Linked DNA regions of Rattus norvegicus: region 1 is linked to region 2. Evidence: chromatin contacts called from public Hi-C data. All regions are on one chromosome and are shown on one strand. Each heading gives the region's core, a stretch centred on a gene start, on an enhancer-like site or on the middle of the called end of the contact. The rest is flanking DNA. Distances are from core to core; before and after follow the strand shown. Region 1 holds the start of Aen (apoptosis enhancing nuclease). Region 2 has its middle 21 kb from the start of Mrps11.

Region 1 (3,452 bases), core at 474-2,973, 87 kb after region 2:
AGTGCATACCATGTATGTCTTTCTGTGATTGGGTTAGCTCACTCAGGATGATATTTTCCAGTTCCAACCATTTGCCTACGAATTTCATAAACTCGTTGTTTTTGATAGCTGAGTAATATTCCATTGTGTAGATGTACCACATTTTCTGTATCCATTCCTCTGTTGAAGGGCATCTGGGTTCTTTCCATTTTCTGGCTATTATAAATAAGGCTGCGATGAACATAGTGGAGCACGTGTCTCTTTTATATGTTGAGGCATCTTTTGGGTATATGCCCAAGAGAGGTATAGCTGGATCCTCAGGCAGTTCAATGTCCAATTTTCTGAGGAACCTCCAGACTGATTTCCAGAATGGTTTTACCAGTCTGCAATCCCACCAACAATGGAGGAGTGTTCCTCTTTCTCCACATCCTCGCCAGCATCTGCTGTCACCTGAGTTTTTGATCTTAGCCCGATTATACAAATTTTAAGGGCAGTTTGATACTGTCAGTTTAGCAAAACAGTAGTAGATTTGATTCTGGGGTCTATGAGCTCCTCTAGCTTTTCCTTTTTAAATTTATTTAAAAAAAAACCTATTTTGTGTGTGAGTGAGTGTGTGTGTGTGTGTGTGTGTGTGTGTGTGTGTGTAGGTGTAGGGACTGGGGTGGGTGTGGGTGGGTGAGTATGCATGCCCGTGCATGTTAGAGGACAACTTCAGGGAGTTTCTTGTTGTTTGGGGTATCTCGTTTCTGCCTACCCTAGCTAGCCAGAGAGCTTCGGTTAATTTTTCTGTCTCCATTACCATCTCACTGTAGCACTGTAGGAGTACTCTGTCTCTTCCCCTCCCCCTCTTCCTCTCCCTTCCTTTCTTCTCTGCGTAGCTTTGGCTGTCTTGGAACTTGCTCTGTAGACCAGGCTGGTCTGGAACTCAGAGATCCACCTGCCTCTGCCTCCTGAGTGCTGGGATTAAAGGTGTGCACTTTAATCAGCTTTCTAAGAAGGTCCAGGGATCAAATTCAGGTCATCGGGTTTACCGAGCAAGCACCTTTTTACTTCCGAGGCAACTCTCCCATCCCCCTTTTAAAAACTTTTCATAGGGAAATGAGTATATGAATAAAATATGCAAAGGAATACTTAATATGGGTGTGGTGGCAAAATGCTGTAATACCAGTATTTAGGATGTCAGAGGCAAGAGGATCAGAAGTTCATTCACAACTATACAGAAAATACGAACTTGATACTGGAAAAAAGAAGGAAAATGAGACAGCCTGGGCTACAGGAGATCATGTCTCGAAAAACAAAACAAAAAATAAAAAAACACAAATTAAATAAATATTGAAAAAGCAATGCAGAAAAAGCAAACCTGATTTTTTTTTTCAAGTTTAAAGAATACTGTATTATTTCACCCGGTTCTCAGAACTCCGAGACTGGAGAGGCTGCAGTTCACCCTAGGCAGATTTGGGTGTGCACCTTGTGACTTTAAGTCTTTGAAGTTTGACGTTCACTAGGCGTCAGGTCAGAAACCAGACGTTCCATTCAGTTTTTTACTAACCTCCTAAACATTGCCCTCTCCCGGCGCAGACCACGCGCTCCTCCTACGGTAGCCCCACCCCTTCTGACTGGCACGCCTACTCCAGGAGGAGCAGGATCAGCCAATCCGAGGAGGCCTTAGGCGGGCCCTACGGCCCAGCGAACCAATAGACAGGCAGCCGAAGCCGGGCATGTCCGGGCAAGCAACTACTGCTGCCGTCAAGGCTTCCACGTGAAAGCCGCAAAGTGCGGCCCGGTCTTCAGGTGAGCTAGGGGACCGCCACAGGGAGCCCCGGGCTGCGGGTTCCTGTCGCCAGCCTCACGTGGCTCTCGGGACCGGGTGGTGTGCAGCCAGGCCGGAACGCGGCCTCACGCGGTCTTTCCCAACTTGGAGCCGGTGGGCATCAGGGGACCGCGTGGACATTGAGCGTCCACTGCACGCCTCAGCTGTGAGGATTGCGGCCTGCCCTCATACTTAAAAAACAAACAAACAAACAAAAAACTGGTCAGGTAAGCTTTTGGGTAGCATTGGGGACCTTATTGCGCCAGCCTTTCTCAAACTGGGGTCTTCACAATCGTGACTTGAGGGTGGGGTCTCGGGTCCTGTCCCAAAACTTTGCCTTCTACCTAGGGCGGTTGATGGTTAAGGGACAGTGACTTTCTGATGTCATCAGGTTATTTCGTGCCAGAACAGTGTCTAGACGGGCCCACTGACGGAGGTCGGGTCTACCAGCATGGCAGGTGGGACCCTTATGCCAGTGACGATTCTGGCCTTGCAGTTTTTTGGGAACCTTCTCATCTGGAGTCCTCTTGGGTCAGGGACCTTCACATGAAGGCCAAGTGCCTTCCATACTGGCCAGAGAGAGTTATGATGTGGAATATCTGTACGTGGCTTTGCTAAAAGAGCTGTGTCCTCTGAATACTTCTCTCCAGCTAAACTGAGTGAGTGTCATTCAGGGCTTTGGGCTGTGGAAGTGCGTTCCCGTGATAATTGTTAGTTCTGGCACGTCCACAGGTTCAGGGACTATAGGAAATGACTGCCTTTATCTTTTCAAACAAATGCAAAAATACGGAGACCTCTACTCCGGGGAACCTAATTTTAGCTTCTTTCAAACCTTGCCAGCAGGGGGTAGGAGAGTCCATCCTCCTGCCCCCAACCGGAAGTCCGTGATCAGCAGGGCTAGCACAGGTCTTCTAGGCCAGGTTTTCTCCCTTTGCTGGACTAAGGCAAATTGAGTTTCTGAATTTTTGTCAGTTCTGAGATGTGGTTTGTGGAAATGAGGAAGTTGCTGACAACCTCTTAAAAGACAGGGTACTATTCAGAGAGCAGATGAGCAAGCCGAGAGCAGTTGTGTCAGCATGGGTCACTGAGCCTCCCCCTGGCTAAGTGGACCATTACTCCTAGTGCACATGCTGGCATCAGCAAACACAGACTGTTCTTTCCTCCCCGCTGCTACTGCTACTCCACCCTGTGTCTTAGGGTTCTACTGCTGTGAGCAGACACCACGACCAAGGCAGCTCTTATCAGGACAACATTTAATTAATTGGGGCTGGCTTACAGGTTCAGAGGTTTAGTCCATTATCATCAACATGGGAACATGGCAGCATCCAGGCAGGTGTGCGACTGGAGTTGCTGAGAACTCTACACCTTCATCTGAAGGCAGACAGAAGGCTGTCTTCCAGGCAGCTAGGATGAAAGTCTTAAGGCCCACGCCCACAGTGACACACTTCCTCCAATGAGGCCACACCTCCTGGTAGTGCCACTTCCTGGGCCAAGCATATGCAAATGTCACATCTTGGGCTCCTAGTCTGACCTCATCCTCTGATGAGGTAACCACGATGTCCCCTGGAGTCCTCCAGTGACTCAGTACACCCCCTGCTCCCTAGGTGTTTACAGGCTGCACCAAGTTCTTTGCCTACTCTCCCTGGCTCTTAGGTCTGTGCTT
Region 2 (3,058 bases), core at 5-2,504:
CAAAAGCACATTTTTTGTCCTGTTGGGACTGGGATAATTGGGGCATTAAGGGAAAATGCATTTCTCACCTATTTTCTGTCTGATTGAAATGTACTTTGCAGTCATTTAGAGCCCTCACACCTCCTCAAATCAGAGCTCAGCTCACTCAGACAGAGGCAGAAAACTGGGACATCACATGGCTCTTGAGGCTCCCAGGATTTGACAAGCAAAAAATACAACCTCACCCATATCCCTACCATCTGAAGACATGGCCAGGCTGGGCAGACGAAGCCCCTTGCCTGGGTGTACCCTTCATAAGCAAGGTGGAAGTCCAGGGCTCCCACATGAGGACTGCACTTGCCTCCCATCACTGCCGTCATTAAATCACATGAGTTAATAGGAAAAAGCTCGTCTTTCAAAGAATGTCCCTTTCCTCCAGCACCGCATAAAACTAGGTGTGACAGCAGCAGACAGATGTAACCCCAGCACACAGCAAAAGCAAGATCAGAAGTTCAAGGCTATTCTCTCAGGATATGTGAGACCCTGTTTTCAAAAGTTCAGTCTGAGAGTTGTAATTCTTTCAACAATCTAAAACTCTGCCCAAATATTAAACCAAACTTGAGCCTCACAGACTGCTCAGAGCTTTTCCCTTCCTCGGGCTCCCCTCTTCCATTTCAAGCCTGAGTAGAAGAAGATGGAGCTAAGAGATGGGACAAAGCCTCAAACATCATTCTTGCTCAACACTACCCATCATACCTCCCTTACTGACAGGGTTGTAGGGCCCGTGCTCAGTTCTGTGGGAACCATCCTAACCAACCTGCCCCAATGTCACCTGTGCAGAGCTCTCTGTCCTAGACCTTTCTATGCTGGCCAGAAATCTGTGCACCCAAACTTTCCCAGGGAAGGGCCTGACATCTGCTAGAAGTGCTTCTGGCTGCAGCGACAGCCCCATAAAGCTGTCTTGCCCAGGTCACATGCTTCCAATGGGCATATCAAAACTACTCTGGCTATTTTAGTTAGCCAAGGGTTTGCAACAAAAATTGTGTGTTTCCAGACTCTGGGAAGGGTCTGGCTCTGTCCCTACAGATACAATGTGCTCCAACTTGACTTCATCAGGAAGGAATTCTGATGGCATTGTAGAGAAAGATGACCTTCAGACTGTTGCTTCCCCTTGACCCACGAAGAAGAGATTGCCAAAGCCCCCAGCCATAACTGCCTCTTACAACCACCATGGGAAACAGAGGAGATAGTGAGGTAGTTTCTGACTCACTTCTTCCTCCCAACTCTTATGCAGCTGACACCATCTACAGCCTTGGCTGCTCCCCACTGTGCCACCAAGTGGTAGAAAGAGTGGCTTGGAGTGGGGGAAGGGAAGCACAGCAAACAGTGCCTCCTAAGTGAGAGCAAGTCTCCTGAGTCACAGACCTGTGAACTGGCTCCATGCCACCTGGAGAGAAGAGTCTGACAGGAGAGCTTCTGGTAGCAAAACACTGGTGATGTCTCCTAGAGCCTGACTCTGGCGAACACAGGCACAAAGATGGAGATGGTGCTGTGGCCACACTGGAGAAAACAGCCTGTAGGGCAAGGGGAAAAAGCAAGGCAGCCATATTGTTAGCAACTGCTGGCACAAGGGACCAACAAGGTTCTGTGGTTCAGTGGGAACTGTGAAGTGGGGTGGGTTTGAACCGATGTCGCATCACATTGGCCTTCTGACCCTGTTAGATCCAGGAAGGGGTGGACCCAGGGCTGGAGCTGAGAGGTGTTGGGAGGGCTCAGCCTCAGACTGCCATGCTTGTTAGTGAAGGAGGGGTGTTTGAATTCTCCTGGAAGCAGCCTGTGAAGCAGAGCAGTCCCCAGGCCACGCTCCCTCCAGAATACGGCTCAGCCTGACTACTTCTCCCACCCCCAACTCTGCTGGCGGTTGTCTTACCAAGTCTATCACCTTGACCCTCGACCCGGCATAGTGGCCTCCCTGTTCCCCTCCACCATCACCTTTGGGCACAGCCCTCAACTTTTCCTCCATTCCCAGAGTGATCTTTTCAGTTCAAATCGTTTCCTTGACCATGTTCAGATTCATCAGCTAAGTCGATGTAGGAAGAAACTTGTGGGCTCCGCAAGAGCACCAAGGTGAGCAGTGCTCGGGAAGCAGGTGCTTAAGGGCTTCGCTGAACAGAAAAGTTTGAGCCAGTGATTGGGGTGGGGCCTCCATGCTAACCCCCAATCAAACTGGTTACCCAGGACTGCCCTGACCTGGCTCCACAGTCAGCCATGCTCCAGAAAATGTCAAGGCCATGTTGAAGAACATTATAGATGTTACCCGTCATGTGATTTTCAAGACTGTTACTAGAACATTCCGAAACAATAATGGCAAAGCCAGGTTACCAACAAGATGGCTACCATGATATCTATGACTCAAAATACCAGCCAGGGTCTGATTCCAAAAACCAACCACAGCAATGTCTCCAAAATATAACAAAGTTAGACATTAAAAGGATTAGGATATCTTTTTAAAGTATGCACTTAGTAGATATTTATTGAATGAATTCTCTTTGTGTCACAAAGAAAATATGCCTAAAATATCACCATGGGCTTTAGATGTACGGCATCTGGGTGTAGCTCCAGAAGCATAATTTTGAGAAGGGTACGAGGGAGTCTGGGCTTCTGGCCACACTAATGCCCTGCCCATGTGTTTCTTTGGCTCTAAAGCACTCCTGTCTCTACTTCATTCTCCCATTCATTTGAATATATACATTATTTTTTTAACATTTCCACCTTCCACAACCAAATAGAGAGCTATCAGACACCTCTGGCAAATATTTATATTTTATATATACTTCAATAATATTACATAGAGATATATGCAAAAATTTGAGGAAATTATAGTAAGCAGACTACCTAAGAGGAACTACATGGAGGAATTAAAGTGATATATATGTGTGTGTGTGTATGTGTGTGTGTGTGTTTTAATATTTTACTTATTTATATGAGTACACTGTAGCTGTCTTCAGACACCAGAAGAAGGCATCAGATCCCATTACAGATGGTTGTGAGCCACCATGTGATTGCTGGGATTTGAACT

The links. A called contact is a pair of places that touch in the nucleus more often than the background predicts.
Region 1: a Hi-C map of the A7r5 cell line shows a contact between it and region 2, with 2.9 times the contacts expected there. The contact joins the promoter of Aen here to the enhancer-like site in region 2. A contact is called at or near these places in 11 of 12 Hi-C or Micro-C datasets (the A7r5 cell line, the Rat2 cell line, Schwann cells and 6 more) and 1 of 1 datasets of contacts at active chromatin or transcription factors (oligodendrocytes).

What each region holds. Positions count from the first base shown.
Region 1 is chr1:142,222,810-142,226,261 of GRCr8, forward strand. It overlaps Aen (apoptosis enhancing nuclease), which reads left to right and starts at 1,724. Exons shown (of 4, transcript NM_001108487.2): 1 at 1,724-2,016.
Region 2 is chr1:142,136,532-142,139,589 of GRCr8, forward strand. No RefSeq gene overlaps it. Among named protein-coding and RNA genes, the nearest start is that of Mrps11, 21 kb to the left of the region's middle. Within about 2 kb of position 1,255, at least 8 of the 93 cell types and tissues checked have an H3K27ac peak or open chromatin away from gene starts, as enhancers often do. A contact at or near this core is called in the A7r5 cell line, where this site is marked.